Linked DNA regions of Pan troglodytes: region 2 is linked to region 1. The links are chromatin contacts, called in public HiChIP or PLAC-seq maps. All regions are on one chromosome and are shown on one strand. The core of a region is the stretch at or near the end of the contact, and the rest is flanking DNA. Distances in the headings are between cores, read along the strand shown. Region 1 holds the start of DCAF15 (DDB1 and CUL4 associated factor 15). Region 2 holds the start of MISP3 (MISP family member 3).

Evidence for each region. HiChIP or PLAC-seq counts read pairs in DNA pulled down with a chosen protein or histone mark.
Region 2: an H3K4me3 HiChIP or PLAC-seq map of stem cell-derived excitatory neurons shows a contact between it and region 1, with 2.6 times the contacts expected there. The contact joins the promoter of MISP3 here to the promoter of DCAF15 in region 1. A contact is called at or near these places in 1 of 7 Hi-C or Micro-C datasets (stem cell-derived neural progenitor cells) and 1 of 1 datasets of contacts at active chromatin or transcription factors (stem cell-derived excitatory neurons).

What each region holds. Positions count from the first base shown.
Region 1 is chr20:16,644,841-16,647,641 of NHGRI_mPanTro3-v2.0_pri, forward strand. It overlaps DCAF15 (DDB1 and CUL4 associated factor 15), which reads left to right and starts at 1,339. Exons shown (of 13, transcript XM_016935277.4): 1 at 1,339-1,519. The coding sequence starts at 1,388.
Region 2 is chr20:16,766,260-16,769,060 of NHGRI_mPanTro3-v2.0_pri, forward strand. It overlaps MISP3 (MISP family member 3), which reads left to right and starts at 1,390. Exons shown (of 2, transcript XM_063800580.1): 1 at 1,390-2,801. LOC455775 (elongation factor 1-delta) reads left to right here and starts at 287. Exons shown (of 1, transcript XM_009434877.5): 1 at 287-1,363. The coding sequence starts at 386. The coding sequence ends at 1,231.

The DNA of each region.
Region 1 (2,801 bases), core at 89-2,588:
TCTTAGGTTTTCTAGTACATAACTCCTAAAACCCTTGAAATCAGCTGGGCACAGTGGTTTATGCCTGTAATCCCAGCACTTTGGGAGGCCAAGATGGGATGATCCCTTGAGGTCAGGAGTTTTCGAGCAGCCTGGGCAACATAGTGAGACCCCATCTCTACAAAAAAAATTTTTTTAATGAAGATAATTAAAAAAACCTATCTTCTAGATTGTTCAGAGGATTGAATGGGCTGGCCAGGGGTGGGGGCTCACACCTGTCCTCCCAACACTTTGGGAAGCAGAGGTGGGAGGATCACTTGAGCCCAGGTGTTGGAGACCAGCCTGGACAACTTGGTGAAACTCCGTCCCTACAAAAAATACAAAAAATTAGGCCGGGCGCGGTGGCTTATGCCCGTAATTCCAGCACTTTGGGAGGCCTAGGCGGGCGGATCACCTGAGGTCAGGAGTTCGCAACCAGCCTGGCCAACATAGTGAAACCTCGTCTCTACTAAAAATACAAAAAATTAGGCGGGCGTGGTGGCGCACGCCTGTAGTCCTAGCTACATGAGAGGCTGAGGTGAGAGGATCATCTGAGCCCGGGGTCGAGGCTGCAGTGAACCGTGATCACGCCACTGCACTCCAGCCTGGGTGACAAAGTGAGACTCTGTCTAAAAAAATAAAATAAATGAGGTAATGTATATGAATATGATGCACGGAGCGGACCTTCAACAATTATTTTTATTGCCATGATCTGCATAATTGGCACAACAGGGCCCTGCCACATCGAACTGTTTAAGCTCAGAACCGTGTCACATGTGGAGCGATCCATGATTGATGCTATCATTATCACCACCATCATCCCACCAACCCGCCCATCGGAAACAAGCTTTCATCGAATCCCATCGTTTTTTCCTTTTTTGTAAATCTCTTTCCTCGGCCTGGCTCTGCCGCCCAAGTATGCTCGTCAGGCCTTTGCCCACCTGGACCGGGCGCGGGCGGCCCGGAGCTGAGGATTCTCGAGCCTTGGTGGACCACAGGCTCCCGTCGCCCCGCCCAAGGGCCTGGACCGCCTGTGGTCTCCATGGAAACCCGCCAGCCACGGGGGGCGTGACGCCGTTGAGACAGACAGAGATATTCACCTATCAGATCAAAGTTATCTGGGCTGGGCGAACAAACGGGACCTCCGAGTGGTACGTCCTTAAGGCGGGGCGGGAATACGGCAACCGGCCGCGGGGGCTGTTACTGTCGCTACCAATCAAGAGTCGAGATGGCTTTGATGGACAGACATAGCGCGAGTGCGGGCTTTCGCCCAACCGGCGGGCCGCTGTCCCGAAAAAGGACCAATGAGGAGGCTGCAGGGGTGGGGCGAAGGGGCCGGTTGCTCCGGAAGTGGAGGGAGGGGGTGAAAATGGCGCCCAGCTCGAAATCGGAGCGGAACAGCGGGGCTGGGAGCGGCGGCGGCGGCCCCGGGGGAGCCGGAGGGAAGCGGGCAGCAGGGCGGCGGCGGGAGCACGTCCTCAAGCAGCTGGAGCGGGTCAAGGTGAGGCCTGGAGCCGGAGTGGGGAGCGCGCCGGAGGGTGGGGAGTAGGGACGAGGGAGGCGGAGGGAGGAGGGCGTTCGCGGGGTGAGGGGTTGGGGGCGGGGCCCCAGGGGAGGGGGCTCGGATGCAGGGCCTGGGCGGGGCCCGGGGGAGATGGCTTGGATGGAGGGGGCTCAGTCGGGGGCCTGGATGCAGGTGGTTGTGTCGGGTGACCGGCAAAGGGGCTGGGATGGAGGGGGTTGGGGGCGGGGCCCCAGGGAGGGGGCTCGGAGGGAGGCGACCCCAGAGGCCGCAGGGAGAATCAGGAGGAAGGGGGCGATCCAGGCTTTTCAAAGCTCTGCTCCCATGGTTGCTTCATAATGGAACCTTCCCGCCCCCTTTGCAGAGCCCCTGCCGCTGGCTTTGGGCTTCCTCCGCCTGATGTTCCTCTCCCTGCCCGAGCCCCGACCACACATGAGCTGGGAGTTCCAGTACCTGGGTGGGCCTCCCCATTGAAAGTGTGGGAGCTCCCTGGATAGGGCTGAGTCTTCCCCCGCAGAGTGAGAGTTACCTAAGCAGGCTCTGTCTCCTCCATCAGACTGGAAACTCCCAGAGCTGGGGGATGATGTCTCTCTCCCCCATCAGTTTGGGAGCTCTGGAGGGCAGAAATGTGGATCTCTTGCAGGTGGGCAGTAACTGGGGCAAGGCTGTGTCTCTGTGGACAGGGACTGCGCCTTCTCCGTGAGGCTGGTAGCTTTGTAAGGGCAGTGCTGTGTCTCCCCCTTTTGACTGGGAGCTCCCTGGGCTGGGACAGTCTCCGCCCTTAGCCTGGGAGCTCCCTGGGCTTGGCTGTGGTTCCGCCCTTAGCTTGGAAGCTCCTTGGGCAGGGACTGTGTCTCCCCTGTCGGCCTGGGCCTGGCTGGCCGGGCTGTTTCCTCCGTCAGACTGAGACCTCCATGTGGACAGGGCTGTCTCCCATCAGACAGGGAGCTTCCCAGACAGGACTCTTCCCATCAGATTGGAATGTCTTGAAGGCAGAGTTGTGTCTCCCCAGTCAGCCTGGGTAGCAAGACTGAGGCTGTTCGGATATCCCTGTGCCTGGCTTCTGCCTGTCAGTCCCCGCAGATCCTTCCGCGGTGAAGTTTTGGGGATGAGGGATTCCCTTGGATTCCGTTGGAAGGCGGTAGTTAATTGGGAAGGGGGCGTTGGGTCATTTGTTAGGCTCACCCTTCTATCTGCCTCGACTGGCCCCCAGCAGAGGCCAGAGCTGCCCCGGGGAGGAGGAGCCCCCTTGTTTGAAGGC
Region 2 (2,801 bases), core at 140-2,639, 120 kb after region 1:
GAAAAAGCTCCCAGAAGCCGGGTGCGGTGGCTCATACCTGTAATCCCAGCACTTTGGGAGGCTGAGGCGGGCAGATCATGAGGTCAGGAGTTCGAGACCAGCCTGGCCAACATGGTGAAACCCTGTCTCTACTAAAACTACAAAAAAATTAGCTGGGCGTGGTGGCACACGCCTGTAATATCAGCTACTCCAGAGGCTGAAGCAGGAGAATCGCTTGAACCCGGGAGGCGGAGGTTGCAGTGAGCCAAGATCACACCACTGCACTCCAGCCTGGGCAACCGAGTGAGACTTCGTCTCAAAAAAGAAAAAGAGCCCTTTCATCAATCTTCCCGCGTCCGCCGATTCCTCCTCCTTGGTCGCCGCGTCCTTGGCTGGCGTCAGAAAAATGGCTACAAACTTCCTAGCACATGAGAAGATCTGGTTTGACAAGTTCAAATATGACGACGCAGAAAGGAGATTCTACCAGCAGATGAACGGGCCTGTGGCAGGTGCCTCCCGCCAGGAGAACGGTGCCAGCGTGATCCTCCATGACATTGTGAGAGCCAGAGAGAACATCCAGAAATCCCTGGCTGGAAGCTCAGGCCCCGGGGCCTCCAGTGGCCCCAGCGGAGACCACAGCGAGCTCGTTGTCCGGATCGCCAGTCTGGAAGTGGAGAACCAGAGCCTGCGTGGCGTGGTACAGGAGCTGCAGCAGGCCATCTCCAAGCTGGAGGCCCAGCTGAACGTGCTGGAGAAGAGCTCGCCTGGCCACCGGGCCACGGCCCCGCAGACCCAGCACGTGTCTCCCATGCGCCAAGTGGAGTCCCCGGCCAAGAAGCCAGCCACACCAGCAGAGGATGACGAGGATGATGACATTGACCTGTTTGGCAGCGACAATGAGGAGGAGGACAAGGAGGCGGCACAGCTGCGGGAGGAGTGGCTACGGCAGTACGCGGAGAAGAAGGCCAAGAAGCCTGCACTAGTGGCCAAGTCCTCCATCCTGCTGGATGTCAAGCTTTGGGACGATGAGACGGACATGGCCCAGCTGGAGGCCTGTGTGCGCTCTATCGAGCTGGACGGGCTGGTCTGGGGGACCTCCAAGCTGGTGCCCGTGGGCTACGGTATCCGGAAGCTACAGATTCAGTGTGTGGTGGAGGACGACAAGGTGGGGACAGACTTGCTGGAGGAGGAGATCACTAAATTTGAGGAGCACGTGCAGAGTGTCGATATCGCAGCTTTCAACAAGATCTGAAGCCTGAGTGTGTGTATGTGCGCGCGTGCGTAAGGCCCTGCCACGATTAAAGACTGAGACCGGCAAAAAAAAAAAAAAAAAAAAAAGAAAAAGAAAAAAGAAAGAAAGAAAAGAAAAAGAAAAAGAAAAAAATGTTCCCGTGAAAGGGGGCCAAGAACCCAGCCCAGTTGGCATGGCTGGAGGAAGGACCAGGAGATGATGCAGTGGGGAAGGTGCTATAAAGAAAACTTTTTCCCAGAAGTATACAGCTTATTTATTTATTTATTTATTTTGAGACAGAGTTTTGCTCTTGCTGCCTAGGCTAGAGTGCAGTGGCGTGATCTTGGCTCACTGTAACCTCCACCTCCCAGGTTCAAGTGATTCTCCCACCTCAGCTTCCCGAATAGCTGGGATTACAGGCGCCCACCACCAGGCCTGGCTAATTTTTTTTTTTTGTATTTTTAGTAGAGACGGGGTTTGGCCATGCTGGCCAGGCTGGTTTCGAACTCCTGACCTCAGGTGATCCTCCCGCCTCGGCCTCCCAAAGTGCTGGCATCACGGGCATGAGCCTCCGTGCCCGGCCGGTAACTGTATTTTTCCTTCTGGGCACCCCAGAATGGTGGGGTTGGGGGCAGGTTCTGGGAAGAGTCTGCTTCCATTAGGGGGAAAGTGGAAAACGTCCCTAGGGGAGGGTGGCCCGCGCAAGGGCATCGATCCTGCCCTTGAACCGCATGATCCGGCCCCAGCTGCTCTTTCCCCCTACCCTGGACGCCTCCTGTTTCCTGTCTGGGCCTCCCCAGGCGCCCGGGCCCAAGGTGACCGCCTTTCAACTGCAACCGCTAAGCTGCGCCCACGGCGCACTGTGTCCGTCTCTCCCTCCTCCCTCAATCCGGGAGTGCCCTTGGCAGCGGACACCTCCCGGATTTTTCCGGGAGGAGAAGGGAAGCCGCTTCTCGGCTTGGCGTGGGGGCAGTGGTGCGCGGCTGGGAACCTCGCTGAGCCCAAGCATTGGTAGGGAGACCCCAGCGGCCAGTAAGGCGGCTCCTGGCGCCCCCTCGGGCCGGAGCTGTGCGCTGCAAGGCTGGATCGGAGGGAGGGCCCAGAGGCCTGAGGAGTCGCTGCCTGCCGGCTGGCACGACCAAGCGGGGCTGCCCGGGTCCCGAAAAGACGGCTTCGGGGGACACCTCACCAAGCGGCTAGTGGTTCAGAACCCCAGTCCGACGCGCTGCTGGGCCCAGTCTCCCGGACGATGACGGGGACATGGCTCTGAAAAAGTGCCAGGGTGCGCTCAGTAGAACCCAGCACCCAGAATGGCCCCCCAGAGAGCGGGGCCGGGTCTAAGGAAGCCCTCTTCCAAGAAGTCCCGTGCCCTGAGGTGACTGGGCGCGCTAGCTGATGAAACTGAGTGCCCAACCGAGGCGCCCCTTGTCCCGAGGGCGGGGCCAGGGCGGGGCGGGAGTCCTCCTGGCAGGTGCCGGGGGCGGTGCCCGGCCCTGCCCCCGGGGGCCGTTCCTGGAGGCCAGAGGCGGGTCAGAGAAGCGGCCGGTGCGGGCGACGCCTTGGAACCCACGGGCCGCCACTGCCGCCACAG